Linked DNA regions of Mus musculus: regions 1, 3, 4, 5, 6 and 7 are each linked to region 2. A link is a contact called in public HiChIP or PLAC-seq, Micro-C and promoter capture Hi-C data. All regions are on one chromosome and are shown on one strand. The core of a region is the stretch at or near the end of the contact, and the rest is flanking DNA. Distances in the headings are between cores, read along the strand shown.

What was found. Promoter capture Hi-C pulls out the DNA fragments that hold promoters and counts their contacts. A called contact is a pair of places that touch in the nucleus more often than the background predicts. HiChIP or PLAC-seq counts read pairs in DNA pulled down with a chosen protein or histone mark. Capture Hi-C pulls out chosen DNA fragments and counts their contacts.
Region 1: an H3K27ac HiChIP or PLAC-seq map of embryonic stem cells shows a contact between it and region 2, with 6 times the contacts expected there. The contact joins the enhancer-like site here to the promoter of Gclm in region 2. A contact is called at or near these places in 1 of 39 promoter capture datasets (HPC-7-derived erythroid cells), 1 of 484 Hi-C or Micro-C datasets (neutrophils) and 5 of 115 datasets of contacts at active chromatin or transcription factors (embryonic stem cells, epiblast stem cells and stem cell-derived neural progenitor cells).
Region 3: a contact with region 2 is called in a promoter capture Hi-C map of adipose tissue, with 2.6 times the contacts expected there. The contact joins the promoter of Alg14 here to the promoter of Gclm in region 2. A contact is called at or near these places in 2 of 39 promoter capture datasets (erythroid cells and pre-B cells), 1 of 484 Hi-C or Micro-C datasets (embryonic stem cells) and 2 of 9 other capture datasets (adipose tissue and liver).
Region 4: a contact with region 2 is called in a Micro-C map of embryonic stem cells, with 7 times the contacts expected there. The contact joins the promoter of Cnn3 here to the promoter of Gclm in region 2. A contact is called at or near these places in 5 of 484 Hi-C or Micro-C datasets (B cells, CD4 T cells and embryonic stem cells) and 1 of 9 other capture datasets (adipose tissue).
Region 5: an H3K27ac HiChIP or PLAC-seq map of embryonic stem cells shows a contact between it and region 2, with 2.6 times the contacts expected there. The contact joins the promoter of F3 here to the promoter of Gclm in region 2. A contact is called at or near these places in 3 of 115 datasets of contacts at active chromatin or transcription factors (embryonic stem cells and pancreatic cancer cells).
Region 6: a Micro-C map of the G1E-ER4 cell line shows a contact between it and region 2. The contact joins the promoter of Tlcd4 here to the promoter of Gclm in region 2. A contact is called at or near these places in 1 of 39 promoter capture datasets (hippocampal neurons) and 1 of 484 Hi-C or Micro-C datasets (the G1E-ER4 cell line).
Region 7: a contact with region 2 is called in a promoter capture Hi-C map of hippocampal neurons, with 4 times the contacts expected there. The contact joins the promoter of Fabp2 here to the promoter of Gclm in region 2. A contact is called at or near these places in 2 of 39 promoter capture datasets (hippocampal neurons and liver), 3 of 115 datasets of contacts at active chromatin or transcription factors (the 230-238 cell line, embryonic stem cells and stem cell-derived neural progenitor cells) and 1 of 9 other capture datasets (embryonic stem cells).

The regions. Positions count from the first base shown.
Region 1 is chr3:121,538,808-121,541,824 of GRCm38.p6, forward strand. No RefSeq gene overlaps it. Among named protein-coding and RNA genes, the nearest start is that of Gm40135, 4.9 kb to the right of the region's middle. Within about 2 kb of position 1,369, at least 59 of the 459 cell types and tissues checked have an H3K27ac peak or open chromatin away from gene starts, as enhancers often do. A contact at or near this core is called in embryonic stem cells, where this site is marked.
Region 2 is chr3:122,243,924-122,246,952 of GRCm38.p6, forward strand. It overlaps Gclm (glutamate-cysteine ligase, modifier subunit), which reads left to right and starts at 1,634. Exons shown (of 7, transcript NM_008129.4): 1 at 1,634-2,188. The coding sequence starts at 2,063. It overlaps Gm46822 (a long non-coding RNA gene), which reads right to left and starts at 449. Exons shown (of 6, transcript XR_001783970.1): 1 at 1-449.
Region 3 is chr3:121,290,465-121,293,254 of GRCm38.p6, forward strand. It overlaps Alg14 (asparagine-linked glycosylation 14), which reads left to right and starts at 1,276. Exons shown (of 4, transcript NM_024178.3): 1 at 1,276-1,519. The coding sequence starts at 1,384.
Region 4 is chr3:121,425,043-121,427,875 of GRCm38.p6, forward strand. It overlaps Cnn3 (calponin 3, acidic), which reads left to right and starts at 1,499. Exons shown (of 7, transcript NM_028044.2): 1 at 1,499-1,786. The coding sequence starts at 1,730.
Region 5 is chr3:121,722,048-121,724,888 of GRCm38.p6, forward strand. It overlaps F3 (coagulation factor III), which reads left to right and starts at 1,490. Exons shown (of 6, transcript NM_010171.3): 1 at 1,490-1,755. The coding sequence starts at 1,668.
Region 6 is chr3:121,261,818-121,264,517 of GRCm38.p6, forward strand. Tlcd4 (TLC domain containing 4) reads right to left here and starts at 1,350. Exons shown (of 8, transcript NM_001355678.2): 1 at 883-1,350.
Region 7 is chr3:122,893,793-122,896,674 of GRCm38.p6, forward strand. Fabp2 (fatty acid binding protein 2, intestinal) reads left to right here and starts at 1,280. Exons shown (of 4, transcript NM_007980.3): 1 at 1,280-1,687. The coding sequence starts at 1,621. The region is part of intron 3 of 4933405D12Rik (RIKEN cDNA 4933405D12 gene); the gene reads right to left.

The sequences.
Region 1 (3,017 bases), core at 119-2,618, 710 kb before region 2:
GACTACATTACTTATTAGTAGAAAGTCCCCACACACAATCACTTAGAATAAAAGCCAAGTCACTCCCATATACAGGAATTTACAATGGTTTAGGAATTAGATCAAGCTGTGGTTTTAAAGTATTGCATTATTCATGAGAAGGTTAGCTAGAACGGAACTCCCTAATTAGAGCCATGACTTGGGCATGAAAGCCCTTGCCCTGGGAGTGTAAAGACCTCACACCTGGCTTCCTAGAATATAGCTGACCTTAGATAGAGCTGACCTTGTCTCAGTTGTTTTATTGCCCAGTTCCTGCCAGTCTTTGTGTTTGCATTCCTGTTTTGTGTGATAGTCATTAAGCATCCAGTAATCTCATTGTACCTTGCCGATGTGTCACCGAACTTCCCTATTTTCTACTGTATAAAAAGTTTGATGCTCAATTTGACATTACATTCAGATCCAACACACTCTCTCGTGTCATGTCTGTTTGTCACCCCATTCTCGCCGACTCTATGTCCACCTGCCGGAACCCCTGACTCCCCACGAATTGAGGGGGGCCGATTGAGCCCGGTCCGTGGAAGGTCTTTAAACTAATTGGTTTACAGCACCTGGTTAAACCATAAGGAGGGAGCGTACATCAAAACCGGAGCACCTTGACCTAGGAAAGACTTAGGTTTTCTTAGCCCACTCTGTTGTTATCAGCTAGCAGCAGCTACTATGTCTATTTTGTTACTTCCAGGGACATTTTGTGATTTTTCTCAGACCTCAAGGGCAGGGGCCATGCCCTTGCCTAAGGGCAAGTTAACTTAGAACGGAGTCTACAGTGCAAATGGACTTTCTTCATAAAAGCCTGTTGCTATACATTTAAAAAAGATCAAGATATTGAAGTATCCGCTAAATATAAACGGCACAGAATCAGAAGAGTTTTTCTGCCTTAGTATTGTGTACAAAGATGTTAGAATAAGAGCTCATCCACCTTCAGCCTTTTCCGGGTGAGTGAGTTCTAATTTTTACTGCTTTCATCTGTTTGCTTTCAGCTCATCTTGGCTATTGTAATGGCCCTTGTCAGAGGCTTTGGTGGGCGCCTCTGAACTGATGTCAGACCGTGGACTGCAAGTCTAGACAGGGAAGAGTAGGAAGCACTAGAGTGCAGGTCATGACCCCACAGATAAAACACTAGATTGGCAGCAGCTGGCCCAGCCAGTCTCCCTGAGGCCGGCTGGGCAGGGGTGGGGGTAGGGGGAGTGGGGGATGGGGGTGATGTGATTGAGAACGGGTCAGGAGCTCCTGGAATCCTGAGCCCAGACACCTGATTTCACTCCCTCAAGTCCCACCCTGCTCTGTGGACTTTCACCCAGTTCTTTCTCCAAATACTTACAATTTAATCCAGAAGATGGAGCCAGAAGACTTCAAGCAGAGCTCATGGGCCTCAGACTCTAAGTAATTATTTACAAGACAAAGTGAGCGGCTGGTGAACTCTACCCAATCGGTTGATTAATGAGAGCTGAGCCACGATTTCTCTTCTACACTAGATATACAAGGCATCTTGTGTTCTGTTTGATTGTCTTGTTTTTGTTTTTCCTCTGGGACAACGGGATCTAAAGAGAAACCCAGGAGGAAGCGCAAAGGACAGAGAGAGAGAGAGAGAGAGAGAGAGAGAGAGAGAGAGAGAGAGAGAGAGAGAAAACAGAGGTAATCACAGAAGTCATGGGGAGAGAGGCCCCGCTGAGCCCTGAAAGATGAGCCTGCTTTAAGATACAGTTAATCAGCTCCAAACTGAATCTCATGGAGCATTTTGTAGGGTGGAAGCCTTGGAAAACAGCATCTTAAACTGTCTCTTACGTGTGTGTTTAGGCAAAACCTCATTGTCTTCTTTCTCATTTTAGTGCTGGGGTCTGAACCCACGGCTTTATGCACCCTAATCATTTGTTCTGCTGCTGGGCTCAACTTGTTGTATAAATAATCAAACTTGAAAGGGAATATTATGTTAGCAAATGTATTAGAGCGATAGTGAGGACAAGATACAGTCCTGGGGAGCAAATTCAGAGGCCTCATGATACTGTACATCGGGCTGGAGAGATGACTCAGCAGTTAAGAGCACTGATTGCTCTTCTGAAGGTCCTGACTTCAAATCCCAGCAACCACATGGTGGCTCACTCTGTAATGAGATCTGACGCCCTCTTCTAGGGTGTCTGAAGACAGCTACAGTGTACTTCCATCTAATAAATAAATAAATCTTTAAATAGAAAAGATACTGTACATCACACAGGCAAGAGTTCAGATTGTGGGGCTGGAGAGGTGGCTCAACGGTTAAGAGCACTGATTGCTCTTCTGAAGGTCCTGAGTTCAAATCCCAGAAACCACGTGGTGGCTCACAACCACCCGTAATGTGATATGATGCCCTCTTCTGGTGCGTCTGAAGTCAGCTACAGTGTACTTGTGTATAATAATAAAATCTTTGGGCTTGGAGCGAGCAGGGCTGACCGGAGTAAAATTTAATTTCCAAAAACCACATGAAGGCTCACAACCATCTGTACAGTTACAGTGTACACACATACATAATTTAAATAAATAAATCTTAAAAGAGCACTGACTGCTCTTCCAGGGGTCCCGAGTTCAATTCCCAGCAACTACATGGTGGCTCACAACCATCTGAAATGGGATCTGATGCCCCCTTCAGGTGTGTCTGAAGACGGCTACAATGTACTCATATACATTAAATAAATGAACCTTTAAGAGAGAGAGAGAGAGAGTATGGAGTTGTTGAGGAGGCAGGAGTAGATCTAGGAGGGAAATGCCAAGATACATTGTATGAAATTCTCAAAAAACTAATACAAATATTATTTTTAAAAGCTACATTAATTTGGGATGCCAGCTTCACTGGAGATAAGTAATTAGAAAAATGGAATCTGATGTACTTATCTGATGTACTAAATGGACTCATCAGGTTGTATTACACACACACACACATGTCACAATAATAATTAAAGAAGACATCGCTGGGCAGTAGTGGCACACACCTTTAATTCCAGCATTCA
Region 2 (3,029 bases), core at 384-2,883:
ACTGGGTTCCTGATCCTCCCTCCGAGGATCCTGCCTCAGCCTGCCGAGTGGAGGAATTGTAGGCGCGTGCTACCACGTGTGGTCTCAAAGGGTCTACAAATGTACATCTCAGAAACAACGTGAAGTCCTCCGTGCACTCCTGAGTGTGCCAGCCTGTGATAGTCAGGTTATAACAGGAGAGAGTAGAATACAACAACAATTTTGAGGGCTAGGGATGCCCACTGTCAGAACGCATGTGTAAGCCTTCGACCCCAGCACCATAAATAGTAGTTCTCACTTACTGAACATTTATTATAAGCCAAGTACTGAACTAAGGACTCACCATACCTTCTCTTAGTAACTCATCACAACTACCTACCCAACGGCAGATCTGATGTCCTGTGGCCTCCAGGGGCCCTGAACGGTGCCCATAAACTCATGGAAGAAAACACACATACACACAAATAAACAATATTTTTGTATGTTTGTTTTGAGACAGAGTCTCTCTACCTAGCTCTGGCTGTCCTGGGACTCTCTATGTAGACCAGGCTGGCCATGAATTCACAGATTCACCTGCCTCTGCCTCCCAAGTGCTGGGATTAAAGGCGTGTGCCACCACCACCCGGCGACCACTAAGTTTTAACCAAATATTTACATGGACTTTTAAGAGAATATAATCAAAAGTCTAACAATGACCATAAAAAATTCATCAGAAGAATCAATTGTTTATATTTAAGTAAGGCCATGTGAGGGGCTGCTCCTGGGAAACCTCTTCTCCATGGATTCTTGCTCATTGGATGTGCACAAAGATGTACCCAACACCAGCCTCACTTTTTCTGGAACGATCTTCCAGCCTTTCCTATTTCTTAGTAGTTTACCAACTCAGATTCATGTTTCTTTTGAAAAGATTTTGCCGCCTTATAATGAAAATCTCACCTGGCTCTAACATACCTGACTGGTTTGTTAAAAAGTTTGTTTCCTGGGTAAAACTTTAATAAACGGTCAGTTTGCTATTATACCCAGCCATCTCCAGTGGGAATGGGGAAGAATCACGAACAACTTGTAAAAGTGTGAATCATAAAACGTTCTCTGTTACCATCTGTTCCTTATGCTTAACTGACCTGGAAACTAACTGCCCCGTGGTATTTTTATTGTTTAATGTTTCATGGGCTGAGGCCTTTCTCTCGAAGGATTAGGCTTCTGAAAGGGGAAAATTAAAGTTGTACTCTCTGGTTTCATACAGCACCAGCAAATAGGTAAATCAACACGCTGGAAGAAGAATGATCAGTTTGGGGGAAAGACTCTTGGGCAAAGCAAAGCAAAAGGAAAAAATAAAAATAAATTTAAAAAACAGAGCGGGGCGCGGGCAATGAGACACTCGCGCCATCGCATCAGCTCCTTAGACACAGAAGCAGGCACGCTCTCAAGGCCTGGGAGGATGGACCTCCGGCGGTCCTCTCGAAGAGGGCGTGTCCAGGGCCGCAGCGCGGGCGGCCATTGGCTGAGCGGCGCTCCCGGGCGCACCGTCAACTCTCACGAGGCGCTGGCGGCGTAGGCCGCGCGCCGCGCTCTGGCCGGCAGGGGGCGCACGTCCGCGCGCTGTTCTCCCCCGCGGCGCCGCCCGCTCCCGGCCGCCCGGCGCCACGCCCGCCGCAGGCCGAGGGCCAGTCACCCGCGGGCCTGCGCCCCGCCCCTGGCCCGCCGCGGGACGAGTAACGGTTACGAAGCACTTTCTCGGGTGAGGTTTCTGCTTAGTCATTGTCTTCCAGGAAACAGCTCCCTCGTTTCAGCGGCGGCGGCGGTGGCGGCCGCAGAAGCCGCAGCGACCGTCCGCGCCGGCGCCTCCCTCCCTTCCTTCCCTCCCTCCGGGACCGCCTCTCCGTCGCCGCCCGGCCTCCTCGGGCCCGAGCGCACACCGGGCTGTGGCCGCGCGGAGTCGGCAGCCTCGCGCTCTCCTCTGGGGCCTGGGGCACCGCCGCGCCCTGCGAGGCAGCCGTCTGCCCACTCGCCCGCCCGCCTGCCCGCCCGCTCGCCATCTCTCCGCGGCTCCGGCGCTACCCGGTCCCCTCCGGCGGCAGCTGCCATGGGCACCGACAGCCGCGCGGCCGGGGCGCTCCTGGCGCGGGCCAGCACCCTGCACCTGCAGACCGGGAACCTGCTCAACTGGGGCCGCCTGCGAAAAAAGTGCCCGTCCACGCACAGCGAGGAGGTGAGCACGGTGGGGGCCGAGGGTCTCCTCGAAGTGGGGACAAGCAGGGCTCTCCGGAGCTCGACCCGCTTCGGAGGTACCGAAGTGAGCTGGGTACTATCCCGGCTTGGCAGGTGCCACTGCGGGGCGAGGGGCGCCTCCGCCGGTCGGAGTTGATCGCACAACTCTTGAGGGCCACCGGGTCCCCTGTCTGGCTGGACAGAGCCACTGCAGCCCCGCGTCTTCATCTTCCGTCCCTCTCCCTTAGCCAAGGTAAAGGAAAGATAAAGGTTTAGTGTTTGGTAGATGGACTAACAATAGGTTTAACTTTGATATTGTTGACATTGCTTTCTCTATTGTACTGAATTTGGATTTGGGACAAATAACTTACTGGATGTTAACATTGTATTTGCTTCAAAACCATTAAAGAGGGGCAGGTGGTACACGCCTTTAATCCCGGCCCCTAGGGAGGCAATAGCAGTAGGATCTCTGAGTTCGAGGTCAGCCTGGTTTGTATATTGAACTCCAGGACAGCTAGGGCTACCCAGTGTCAGCCCCAACCCCCACGCCCCCAAAAAACCTAATGTGTAGTTGGAAGTGACAGATTAATCTAGAATTAAAATGTGTTATATTTGTGTTAATGGCCCATTCCTGAGCCAGTGGTTCTCCATGGACCGTGCAACTCATTGCAGAGGCGTATTGATAATATGGAACATGTATACTACTTAAAACAACAAAACAAGACAGATGTGCAATTATGTGTGGGGAGTAATAAGCTGGGTATGGTGGTGGGCTCTTCTAATACGCAGCCTCAGTGGGCTAAGGCAATAGAATGTAGAATTCGAGGCCAGCCTGGGCTACC
Region 3 (2,790 bases), core at 26-2,525, 950 kb before region 2:
CCTTGAGCCACAAATGATATCTGTCTAAAAGTCTGGCATTCTTATTGATTTTCATCACATAAATAACCTCAGGCAAATTAACTTTTGTGTAATCTATTTCCCTATTGTAATTCAAAGAGTAACATTTACATAGAACCTGACTGTAAAGAATGAGGTTAAGAAGGAGTGATGAAAGAGCCCACAGGCACCGTGCTATAATATCAACAAGATAGAGATACAGTCAGGAAATCTCCCAAGCAGTTTGCTGACTCGGGAACCAACACACCTAGCTTTATAAGGAGATCTCAGGGCGCCTTCCTGGAACTTCTGACTCAGTATCGCTCCCAAAAGCATTCTAGGCTCCAGGTAAATGTGATCGTCAATCCAAACTGAATTTAACAACGGACCATATGGTGTAGCATTCTTAGGCAGCAGGAGTTAGGATTTCTGGTTTCTAATTCTAGACATGACATTATTGCATTTAGGCCAATTTGTAGCACCTTTCTCGACCTGTCTGCATGCCTGACCTATTCAATCTGTAACCCCATAAGGGTCTGAAGGAATGTTTGTTGTCAAGAGGTTTTATTTTGCTGTAATTTAGGCTAAGTTCACAAACGCACGCACAACTGGGATTAGAGTGGGCAGTGGAAGTCTATCATTTCAGAGGACCGCGGGAGGAATAAGCCAGAAATGCTTTGTGATAAACTTAACTGCAGGGCTATGTCTTCCTCCCTTGCTACCTGAAGCCAAGGGGTTTCCAATCCTCCCAGGAATATGACATAGCTTGAAGTGATCCGGATTCTGGTTATAGTTTGAGATCTGTGAAACTGTCTAGAAAACATAAATGTCAGGAAAGGGCGGATTTGAATGTTTTCCCCCTAAGAGTATGCCTCTGACTGGCAAAAATTTTCTAGTTCGGTTTGTCTTGGAACCCGTAAGGAAGAAAGGAAGTAGTGATGTATGCCAGGAGCCTCAGGCAAAACCTGGCAGGACAGGAGCAGCTACTAACCCGGGGCTTCGTGGTCCTTCTACCATACATGTAGTTTGACCTCGCCACTGGCAGAAATCAAACTTCTCCAGCACTTAACTTTCCAACTACACAACTGCAGCACAAACTCGGGTAACAAAACCATTACTGTTCCTTGTAGCGCTTCCTGGGCAAACTGCCCTTAGCCCCACCCATCACGGACAAACCCGGCTCACTGAGACGCAAGAGACGCGTCGTTCTGCGTTTTCCAATCAGAGCCACACTTCTGAACTTTGACCGCCCAACTTGGCAAGCTCCGCCCAGTGCAGACCATCCCCGCCCACAGAGAGGCGCTTTGCTCCCTGTTTGCTCTTAAGCGCGGTGCTTGCAAACTTTAACCGCTGGCGCCAGGTCTACACGCATGCGCCATCCTTTGAATGCTGAGCATTCTGATTCTAGCTGCTACAGCCGCAGGGCTAGTGATCTTGCTATTCCAGCGACTATGGACCGTGCTTGGGCCCCATCACGTCACTCCCCGAGAGTCTCTCAGACTCTTGATCGTGGCTGGATCCGGTAAGTATCCGGGCGGAGGCCGACGGTCTTGAGTTAGGCACTACAAACCCCAGAATGCATCGCGACTCTCTTCGCCCTTCTTAGCGCCTTTAGGAGCGCTGCATGCTGAGATTTGTAGTTTCTTTGCGTTCCCGGAACCGGCCACCCCAGGCAGGAAAAAATGCTGGTTAGCTGACGCCACCCAGCCGCCTGTCATTAAGACAGGTCATTTACACTTGTCTGTAATTAAGCCTCTCTGTAGTGTACTGCTTTCTAACAAATAATTAGCGACGGAGTACGCCGAAGCCTTTTGATGCTGACATATTGTTGCCCTCTTTGCTGCTGTGCGTTATTAATTCTAGGTCTTTGTACTTAGTTTAAGAAATGTGAACATTACATGGTAAACGAAGTAGAGTTGTCGCACTTATGAATGCGCAAAGTCCCTGAGGATAAAAACGTGGACACTCCATACGACGATACCTCCAGAGTGACAGGATATGAGTAATAAACTGTCCAGTCAGCTCTGAACATTTTAAAACTTAAAATTTTAGATGAACAGTTTTGACGAGTGTATAGTTAAACACGACTCAACTTTAAACAACCAAGGTGATACCCAAACCTATATCAATGCTGTCTGGAATACATATGTTATAACCTATTGCTCCAGGGACAGTAAAACAAAACCATTGCCTAACAGAAAATGATGCAGTCAAGACACACAGTAAATTCGAGGTGTTTAAGGCAGCCTCTGCAGGAGACCATACAGTTTTACAGTAGCTTTAAAAAAAATACACACTAATAAAAATACACAAACTAGTAATGTAGTTGTGTATTATTGTTATCAAATGTTATGAACTGTATATAGTAGTATATATTGTACTTTTTTTAAAGACTTGTTTATTATATGTAAGTACACTGTAGTTGTCTTCAGACACACCAGAAGAGGACGTCAGATCTCGTTACGGATGGTTGTGAGCCACCATGTGGTTGCTGGGATTTGAACTCAGGACCTTTGGAAGAGCAGTCAGTGCTCTTAACCGCTGAGCCATCTCACCAGCCCCTATATTGTACTTTTTTATATTGCAGGCAGCACAGTGAATTTGTTCATAGATTACCTTGGGCTACTGTGTTATGGTTGCTGTGTCACTAGACAATAAGGAATTTTCTGTTCCTTTTTAATGTCATGTGACCAATATCCTGTCATTGACTAAAACATCATTATGTGATGAGTGACTACACACACACTAATGATATTTATGATGTATGCAAATGTACCAAACTTAACATGCAAT
Region 4 (2,833 bases), core at 249-2,748, 820 kb before region 2:
ACCTTCAGAAGCAATCAGTAAATCATTGGAAGTTACTTCACGTTTCTGCCCATTTGACTCGTTACTGCTCTATCACATTGCACCTTATAGCGTTGATGAAAAATTCTTTCAGCTGACAGAAATTCTGTGCCTTTTTCTTTTCTCTGTAGCTTAGGCAGACCTCTGGTTCTATCCCAACACAGCAATCCTCTTTGTGCTGGGATAGAGTGCTTGAGACACTATGCCACACTCCCTTATTTCTATCCCAGAAAGGTTCAACTTGGGCTATTTGGGCTTCTCTTTTCCATGCAAGTGGCTGACCCTGGTCCTGTAGTCTCTTCTGGAATGTCAGCTGTATTTGGGAAACATAAACCAACATACTGACACCCAGAGGACTAAAACCTGTCCTAGATGTGCCCCAAGACACCAAGGCAAGCGGTGACACTCTGGAGGCAGTGATAGCTGTCATTATTAGGAATCTCTGAGTTGCAGCCTTCAAGCCACTAAAACGGATCTGAAGTCTACCGAGTAAGTTTTGGGAAAGTGAATGAGCTAATCTTTCAAAGACATATAGCCCAGTGTAGTGCCAGGAACACAGGCAGGGGACAGCGTGCTCTCTGTTCTCACCTTTCCTCTATCAGTTTGCCTTTGAGATCAGAAGAAAGGAAAGGGGACGGAAAAGAATACAGAGTGCTGATTCAAAGAGATTAAAAAACAAACCAAAGCAGGTAGACTTCTCAGTCAAGGCAGTCCTCTAATTAAAAACAAATAAACTACCTAGCCTTTTGGGCTGGCTGAACCCCCGGTGAAGGTGCTTGCCAAGGGCAACTGGTGGGACTCCAGAAAAGGACCCAAAAAGCTGTACCCCCTCCCCCCAAAACCTGGCTGTGCCACAACACTTTCCCAATTTCTTTCGCTCTGCATTCAAAGTTTAGACAGGATGAGCAGGACTTTGGCAAAGAGCGTTGACCGAGGCAGAGGTCAGCCCCACAGGTGCGGCAGCTGCGTGGGGAGGGAGACTTGGCAGATGTCCACGCAGGCCTCCCCCCCCCGCCCCCGGCCTGGCACGTGGATTCGAAGGCTGCTCCCCGGGTTTCCAGCGCAACATCTGGGCGCGCTGTAGCCCGGGAGGAGACGGATGGAGTGGCCGGTCAGCGGCGGGCCAGCTCGGGGAGCTTCCTGTCCCCCTCCACCGTCGGAGCGCCACAGATGCCTGGGAGTTGATGAGAACCAAGGCGGCTGAGAAGCCCCTAGGCGCCGGGGCGGGGCGGTCGCAGCCCGCTGACCAGCGGGGAGGAGGGGCGCCGAGGTCCTAGGTGGCGTGAGGGCGGGGCCGGGGGCTGGGACCCCGCGGGAGGGAGCGCCGCGCCCGCCGCGCTGCCATTGGCCGGGAAGCCTTGGAGCAGGCGAGGGGGGAGGAGGCGGCGCTCATTGGTCGGGCTCGCCGGCCAATCCCTGGAGGCCCGGGGGTGGGTGGGGGGAGACCAGGCTGGGGGCAGAGCGTGCGGAGCCGCGGAGCGGGCAGCGAGCAGGGCAGCCGGTCCCAGTCCAGAGCGACCCGGAGCCTCCGCGGGACTCGAGTCCTAGCGAACCTCGAAGCATCATCCGCGTCCGTCTGCGGCGTTCGGGCTTCTCCGGCGCCGCGCAGGGGAGCGAGCTCGTGCATCACCCGCGCGGCCGCCGCTGGGGCTAAGAGCAGGGACACCGAGGGTGACTGACCGCTAGAACTCTTCCAGTCGTCCAAACAGCCATGACCCACTTCAACAAGGGCCCTTCCTACGGGCTCTCCGCCGAAGTTAAGAACAAGGTACGCGCGCGGGCGGGCTGGGGGTTTGCCGCGGCGGTGGGGGCGCTGGGAGCCGCCGCGGAGAGACGTCGAGGCTGCGGGAGAGAGAGATGCTCCTCGGCTCGCGGAGCCTGGCTCGCACGCGTTGGTGCTGGCTTTGTTCCCGCGCCGCGGCCCCGGCGGGCGGTGGGGGTTCCCGGACGCCTGGAGTCCCGCAGCGCCGCAGGGCCCGCTCCAAGGCTGTAGGGTGCGCCCCTCCGGGAAGGGGGCGCTCCTGAGTGGCCTGTGGCCCTTAGGCGGGGCCCTGCCTTACGGCTGGGTCTCCGGGAGTTGCCGCCCCCGCCATCCGCCTGGGCTGGGGCTGCCGCGGGACCCTGCGTCTCCTCCCATTCCATCCTGGCCCCCTCCTCCCACAAGCGAAGTTGGGCGGTTACGTGGCCAACCCGGGCCCCTCATTGTTCCTTTCCTCCTCCTCCTCCATGGGAGAGTGTCCCGCCGACCCCTGGGACCCGCGGGCGGAAAGGGAGCCCGTCGGTGGTGCCTTGATGCAATCGCCGCTGGTGCGGGAAGCCCAGACAAAGCCTGAACGCGCAGCCTGCGAGCCGGATCAGCTGTAGATGAGAGACTTAGAAATGCAATCCTGAGAAGTTTGCAGCGCGTTGAATTGTCACGATATCTCGGCAGGGTCGCTTTTGTTCGAGGTTTATTTGCTGTGGCGGGTTGCAATTTTGGAGTGATTGGAATCTGGCTGCGTTGCTTTGCTGTGTACTCATCTCAAGAATGCACCAGGGTTTATCTTTCAGACTTTTGGCCTGGAAAAGAGATGAGAGGCGCCCCCCTCCCCAAATCCTCTCTTTCCTTCCTCCCTGCCTGCATTCCAAGTCCATGACATCAGGGGTTTCGGGGAGTGGGGGTGACCAGCCAATCGGCGTGGAACTGCGCACAGACCGCTCATTGTCTCCCTTTTGCTGTTCCGGCCAAAGCGCCACAAAGGAGGGCTGCTGTGGTTTAATTCCCATTAACTTCCCGGGAGCCGAAGCATGTCAGGATTGTCACCAAGCTGTCCCA
Region 5 (2,841 bases), core at 240-2,739, 520 kb before region 2:
CTTGATGCCCTCTTCCTTTGCTCAGTTGGGAGTAAAAGAAAGTGCGGTCAAGAGGGAAAGTCCCTGGAGTAGAGGACCAGATAGAGCTACATTGTGTACTTAGGCCAGTGAGCACACGGACCAGCTGACCTCAAGATTGGTATTGTAGAAGGCTATCTAAGAGGTTCTGCCCTGTCCATTCTCAGACATAAGCAGGAAGCCTAATCAAAAGCTACTGTGAGTGGGACGACAGCTTAGTTACTCTTTACACTTCTCAGAGCCTACAAGGTGGACCCAAGTTTGACTTTACTCAAGGAAAGTAAAAAAGGAAGGAAGAAAGGAAGGAAGGAAGGAAGGAAGGAAGGAAGGAAGGAAGATTGTACAAAGCATCCAAAGACACAGATATTTACATTACAGTTCATAACCGTAGCAAAATTACAGTTATGAAGTAGCAATAAAAATAATTTTATGGTTGGGATCACTACAATATGAGGAGCTGTGTTAAAGGGTCGCAGAATTAGGGAAATTGGAAAAGAAGGGATAAACTGGACAGTCAACCAGGAGTGACAAGAAATCGTTTGATACACTGTCGAGCAAATGCTACCAGTAGGATAAGTGATCGTCTAAGGCTTCAACAACGTCACGGCAAAGCCTAGAACAGGAGGCCAGGAAATAAATGAAGAAAACCCAAAGCTTGCAAGTGACACCTGGCTGCCACTAGGCTCAGTGACAGAGGTGGGCTCCTGGGTCCATTCCCAGCATCCAGGAAGGGAAAACACAAATTGGAACGTCCGAATGTTTATTTTTCAGTTTCATTTTTTGTTTTTCTGCGCTTTGGAGGAATTCACTCAAACCCACTGCGGGCTTCCTCAACGTGAGAATCATCCTTCCTGGAACCCCCGTGGCTACAGAAGTCACGCTCAAATTCTCTCAGGCTTCATGTTGCAGTTCCTCGGTCACCTCGGGAACGGGAGTGGGGTGCCAAGTGGCCTTTAGACCTAATCCAGGGCCCTTGTCCATGGCAGACACGTGCATTTACTGCACCGCCCTGTGCAGCGGACCAAAGGGACTGACAGAATGATCTGCTAGCCACTGCGTGTTCAGGCAGGGCTTTGGAACTGCCCTCTGCTACCAGGAGTGGTCCAGGGGCTTTGATACATCCTCTGCTAGGGCCTCAGCGTACATCGAAAGCAGAGGAAAAGTAAGACTCCCTTGACTTTCAACTTAAGTCCCTTCAATGACACTCCTTTCTCCCCAGCCAGCCACCCAGGCTGGTCATCCAGGGATCAGCCCGGGAGCCTGGGTCTCCGCAGTACCTGGATCCGCCTGCGCCGAAGGGGCAGCTCGGTGCTCCGCGGCGCTGTTGAATCACGGTTGAGTCACCCCTTTCGGGGTCTCGGAGTTTCCTACAGGAGGGGAGTGGGCGGGGCAGGGGTGTGGACTGATCGGGAGCCGCCCACCGCGAAAGCGAGTGACCCGGGCCGGGGGGCGGGGAGTCGCGAGCTTCGGCGGAGGCGGCGCGGGGTGGAGAGGAGCCGGTGTCCGCGCGGCCCTTTATAACGCACCCCGCGCCGACCCCGGCAGCCTGGGTACAGCCGGTACCCATCACTCGCTCCCTCCGATCGCTCCTGTAGCGTAGCCAACGCGCCGCCGCTGAAGCCCCGAGACCTCGCCTCCAGCCCTTGGACATGGCGATCCTCGTGCGCCCGCGCCTCCTAGCGGCTCTCGCGCCCACGTTTCTCGGCTGCCTCCTCCTCCAGGTGACCGCGGGTGCAGGTGAGTGGCATTGGTCCTGAGAAGCCGGGGGCGCTCCGCCCGCGGGAAACAGAGAACCTATCTGGCTAGCTGGGGGGGGAGGGGGGGTGCTGCTCTGGTTCCTTGGGGACACCAAGGTGTCCGGCTGTACCTGTGGATTTGGCTGCGCTCGCCCTGAGGATTTGAATGAACAATGGGATGGAAGGTAGTTGGTGCCCGGACTCCTGGCAGTTGTCACTGCTAAAGATGCCTGCTTTGTGCGTCCACCGCGGTTGCATAAGATAAAACTGAGATTCCAGCTTTAACTCTGAGGGAGAGTTTCCTAGATGTTGGGCCCTTGAAGGTGGCAGGCTCGTGGGCCCGCCTTTGCCAAAGTCGGCGTGCTTTGCGCTTTGCGTGGCTTGCATGTTATCTCTGACAAGGTGTGCGCCTTCCCGTAATAAATAGGTGTTCTTGTGGCCTTTGGTTTCGGTCTGATAGAAGCAAGGCTGTTGTAAACTCAGGCAAGACAGAGTGCATACCCACATCTACCCAGTGCTGAGTTGAGGCAGAGGCTGAAACCAGGGGGCTTGCAAAACGAGACGTTGATGACAGCACTTTAATGGAATAGCATCCCACCATGTGACAGGTGCCACGTGGGCTGCACGTCTGACGAGCTCTCCTTGAGAATTTCAGTGTAAAGATATTTTAGATTACAATGGGAAAAGTCCGGTTAGACTCTTTTTTTTTTTTTTCGTTTATGTGCATTCCTGACTCTCACGTGTGTGGGGGACTAGCCCTGTTTGGAATTTATTCAAACCCTTCCTTGCGGCCTCTCCGACGGCTTCGGAAGAGTCCGGGACTCTCTGGCACCTTGGGCCCTCCTTCTGTGTCGTTTTAAAGTGGGCTTTCCCTGGAATAGTTTAAAGGAGGACTTCAGGATCTTCAGCTCTTTCCACGGATTGCAGTATGGGTGTTGCCTAGAGGACTATATGGCCCTGAGGGCGGGGATGGGGCGTGGGGGGAAGGACACGTACACACACACACACACACACACACACACACCCTCTGCTCTTGACAAGTTAGCAACGTTATTTTTGTGACTGGCAACAAAACATGTGCTCCCTT
Region 6 (2,700 bases), core at 100-2,599, 980 kb before region 2:
TTTACTAAATAAAATTACAGACATGAGTATTAAACACATTAATTCCCACCATCCACACAAACTCTCCCACATTGCCTCCAAACTGGTATCTGAGTTAATTTAAACATCAAAGATTACTTTTTAATATTTTGCAGTTTTACATACACATGTACAGTGGCTCGAAAATGCTTACAAATAAAAACAAAAACACAGGCCAGCAAGTGTCCGTTAAATGAACTTAACTTAAAACCACTTTCACAGAGGCTGCCCTACCATCTTGGAAAGGTGGGAAAATAAGATAGTGGCATTAGAGGCCCCATTTCCTACCAAGGTAAACGAAGGCACTTAGTTTAACCAACTTGCCAGGAGGTTACAGAGGCTGGAAAGAGAAACCAATTCTCCCTCCACTAGACTTAAGCACTCAGGTGGCTAAAAATGGGACCCACTTGAGAGTCGTGGGGGGTAAAAATAGGCTACTTTTTTTAGAAAAGGAGGATGGGGATGCCACTTGATGCTCCCGACCCTGAGCCGGTCTCTCGCAAGAAAGCGTCCCCCGCAGGCCCAGAGGTTGCACCCACCCGCTTTGGGCTCAGACCCCTTGATTGCCTCTAGCCAAGCAGGAAAGCCGGGGGACCGAACCAAGCAGCCTGGGAGAACCGAGTGGACCCCGGGCCAGCGCCGGGGGCCGCGGGCCCGGGACATCATCTGCTCCGAGCTAAGCGGCGCGGGGCCGACAGCAGGAAGGATGCTGCGCCGCCGCACACCTGCGAGAGCCTCCCGCGCGCTCCCACCCGCCTCGGGCGCCCGAGCTCGGCCGCGCTAGGCCGGTGCGACGCGGCGCAGTGCCCGAGGCTGCGCTGGGCGAGGCCGCCCTCCTCCCGGATCCCGTCCAAACGGCGTCACCTGTGCCGGGTCCCGGGACGACTCCCGCGGGCGGCGGCTACGCGGGGCCGGGAGAGCGCAGCGGGGCTCACAGGCGCCTGGTCATCCAGCCTGGCCCGAAGGCTGCGCCGGCCGGAGCCACGCGCGAGATGCTCGCGGAAAGCCGGGGGAGCCCGGAGGAGCTGTCGCCGAGGCTCGCGCCGCCGCTGCCGCCGCGCCCGCCCGGACTGCGGGCTCGGGTTACCGCAGAGCGGCTCCTTAAAGGGGCCGCGGCCGCTCGGACTGGGCTGGCGCTCGCCGCGGCTCCGACCCCAGGCCAGAGTGGGCGGGGCCCGGAGGCCGCGCGTGGGGCCCACCTCCCGGCGCTGGGACTTGGATCGCGGCGGGAGCTCGAAGCCGCGAGCTTAGGCGGTGGGCTGCGAAGGAACCCTGAGAGCTCACACCTCTGCCCGGGTGCAGTGTGCGGTGCGCGGGCTTTCCCAGCAAGTCACAGACCTCACGAGTGGGGAGAAGAAGTATGTGAGTCCGCCCCCGCGTTGGTCAGCGCCCCGGCTCGCCACGTAACCCAAACCCCTTTTCAATGGGGAATTCTGTCTTATATGCCCAAACGCTGTGCAAAAGATCCGCATGGTTTGCTTTGTCGAGGAGATGAAATGGCAACTGATGCTTTTTTTTTTCTTTCTGCCACGTCTGCCACGGCCAAAGTCCAGCCCCGCCCCGTTCTGGTTTGAGGCTGCAGGTGCGTGCCAAGCCGGCTAGGAGGCACGTGTGTAGAAGAGGCGTCATGTCCCAGAGCAGCCTCTTCCCAAACCCCCGGAGAACACCCTTGAAGGACCGCAAGCTATCCAAGTATAGCTCCTGCCTAGCATGTCCAAGGCCCTGGATTCGATTTCCACGTAACAAAAACGGGTACATTAGCAATCCATCTATATCCGGGACCCCTCTGCGGTCAGGATGTTTAAATGGGACTGGACTGTTTTTTTTTTGTTTGTTTGTTTGTTTTTGTTTTGTTTTAGGACTGGCTGAGTATCCCAAACTGCCAAGTCTATAAACTCTGCTTTCCGACCTGCTGTATCAACCAGATCCAATTAACTGGAATAAAACTAAATAATGCAGAGGTACACACAAGCTGTATGATTTGCCAAAAAAAAAAAAGCAGTCACAAGTCCTATTTTTGGAACTAGATGAATTCTACATAAATCGAATAACCTGGAAATTTCAACATTAATGACATAGGGCAGTTGTTTGTGAGAAATACCTACCAAATAAAGCTTACATATTTGACCTAATAATATGCATACACACAGGGAAGCATCTGCTGCCAATTTAGGCCAGAAAATGTACACATAATCTCACACCACATCTGTATTTAAATTCATCTTGGAAAGCAATAGAACCGAAATCCTATTTATTAGAACCTGGAGTCCATTTTTTAGCCGAGCTGTCTCCAGCTGACTGAGCTAACTAAGCTCAATGAAGCTCACGTCTTCATCTATAGAAATGGAACAATTCAATTATTTCTGAAAGCTCCCCGGTCTAGGCGGAACCACAGAGAAAACCTCTATGAGCTACACGGTCAGAAAACCAGCCAGGAAGACCATGCAGATCGTTCCCTGTGTTCTACCCAAGCGTCTCGGCATTCCAGGGCCACAGCGCTGTGGCCACACCTGTTTCATCACAGATATTTCCCAACCTGCATAGCCCCTGACTGTTTTTGCTTTGCCCCATAGCTGCTTCATGTACTCATGTGCTCCTCTCATAACTGTGTGGGCATGTGATGGTTATAGGCAGATATCTATAGGGTCAGTTCAGCTAAGACGAATTTCACAGTGCTATCTC
Region 7 (2,882 bases), core at 30-2,529, 650 kb after region 2:
CTTCCTCCTCCTCCTCCTCCTTCCTCTTCCTTCCTCTTTCTCCTCTTCCTCCTCCTTCCTCTTCCTCCTCCTCTTCCTCTTCCTTCTCTCCTTTCTCTCCTTCTCTTCTTGTTTCTTCCTTCACATGACTACTTACCAAACGCAACCAAAAACAACCAACCATCTGCAGCTGGCAAAATCACACCCCTGCTAGAGCACGAAGCAAATCATGGACAGCTGATTCTGACAGTCCGAAGCAGCCCTATACACCACACCAGGGATCAAAATAAAAACACATCCCCATAGTGTTCCTGTGTTTTTAAAAGAAACCAAAACTCCAGAATTCTCACTATACACCCACATTTCTACCTCTTGAGGTTTTGCTTAGTGATCTATAACCCTTCAAGACAAAACCAAACAAACAAAAAACCTCATGATTCCCAGGGCATCAGACAAGTATGCCAGGAACCAGGGATATTTCTACAAACCTCTGATAACCCCAAATACAATGCAAAAGGGTATATTAGAAAACATAACTTCAACTAACAAACATTGTTTGGAGTGTGTTGCTCGAGGTTGGCATGAGAGGAGGGAGGGAGGGAAACTGGATTTGATTATGCCTGTATTGAAATGTCATGCGGAATTCCTTAATTTACATAATTTACTCACATTAATCAAGAATAAAACATTAAAAAATAAAGAGCTGGCTGATATGTAAACATTGAGAACACATTCAGTGAAAAGATTCAAACATAAAAAGACCACCTACTATGCAATTATATTTGTATGAAATGTCTATAGAGGTAGAAAGCAGCTGAGAACCTAATGGTCTAAAATAGAAAATGAACACCCACTGCTAGAAATGTATGCAGTTTCTTTTAGGAATAATAACACTGTTTCAGAATATGATGACAGTGATGTTTGGGCAAATAGCTAATATATTAAATTTAAGATTAATTTTATTTCAATAAACTAATCTTAGGGAAAAGATTATTCCTAATTAAAATAAAAATACATTTTTAGCTCCAACAATCACTCAAACTTTAACTTTGAAGTTGCATTTGTGTTTAGTTTTGTAAGGCTCCTGTGAAAGGCTTGGGGTATAAGTCTCATGTCTCCGAAGTTTGATATATGTTACAAATTATATTACCTGCTACATAGTGTGCACTTTGAACTTGTAAATAGAAAACTACCTTGAGAGTTTCTTGTTGTTGTTGTTTGTTTGTTTGGATTGGTTTATTGCCTAATTCATTTTTGTTGTTTGCTTTTTGGCTGGAGTGGAACTCCCTTTTAGACCAACCTTAGAACTGGCTGCCTCTGCCTCCGGAGAGCAGCGATTAAAAGTGTCAGCCATCATTACCTGGCCCTAATTCTTGAAATAAAAATGCCCACATGCTGTAGTTGAAGGCAGAGTAGGAATGATTATCAGATTTTAATTCAGTTGAATCCCAGCAGTAGATTCAAAGAAAGCATGGGAAGAGAAACCAAAGGGGCCTGGCATGTGAGGCGGTTAGGTTATCTCCTGAACTTCGAACTTCCACATCACAGTATGAATTGGTTCGAAGATAAGAAATAGAATAAATTCTCTCTAGTGGACAGGACTGGACCTCTGCTTTCCTAGAGACACACACAGCTGAGATCATGGCATTCGACGGCACGTGGAAAGTAGACCGGAACGAGAACTATGAAAAGTTCATGGAGAAAATGGGTAAGCACTGGCTTCCTGTCTGTTTGTTTTCTCCTGTCTGTGTAGTTACTGAATGACCTGTGATGTGGCAAAGCTCTAGCTGACCGATTGTTCAGAGCCAGGAAATCCATACTTGCACCTCCTGCTTTAGGAAGAATATCTTGTCTCCCTCGGGCAAGCCCTGCTCTCTGAAACACACCAAAGAAAGAGACACCTATGATTTCTTCCCTTGCCTGGTAATTGCACATGCGTAATTAAAAACTGACATGTTTGCGTTCATTTAAAAAAGAATATTATAGTGAGTTATAATTTCCAGAGTTTAAAAAAAAAACCCACGGGATTATAGGGGATTAAAAAAGCAAGGATCTTTTAATAAAGTAAGAAAATAATTTTTTCAAAACCCAGCTTAAATAAATTATATGTAATTCTTTCCTCTAACTTATCTAACGTTAGGAATAACCATAAAATGCTGTACATTCTTCACAGAGGTGTAATTTAACTCTACTATAAATGTCTACTAGTATGGTAGCTTACACTACAAACTAGGCAAAAATGTTTCATTACTTGAAATAAAGCCTGAATAAATTATCTTTTACTTTAGGGATCCTGAATTGAAGTTTATAAAATTTCATATTATAATGAATTAATCATATAATTTCCGAATAATTTTTCTGGCTTAGGCCAATGAGGAATGCCACAAAGAGTCAATATAATTATAAGGCAAGCAAACCATGGTGGTGTACACTGGAGATCTTAACAGTCTTGAGAGTGAAAAGACTATAGGCTAACCTGTGCTATGCAGCAAGTTTGGGGCCTGCCTGGGTTACATATCAAGAGCCAGTTTCAAACAACAACAACAAAACAAATAAATGCAATTTTAGTGTTGGAAATTAATAAATACCCAGACCTGAGGTTGTGTTTCTTTAATGTATGAATATACCTTTTAATTCTTCATTTGACATTGCTGAAATTGGGCTGATCATTGAAGCAAAAGGTTTGTTGATCTTGTTTTTGTTATCCAGGGCTAAGGTGCTATACTTTGTAGCTTCGTTTACATTTTCTTACTTTGGAAAAGCAGCTTGAACCTTCTCTGGGTCTGCCAGAGCTTCCCCTTTTTTCTCTAGAAGCATTTTTGGTGGTGTTGAGCATCACGACACTATTTGCTCTTTCTTCCACACCCACAAAATAAAGATGAGCAAGGCAAAACAGAACTTGG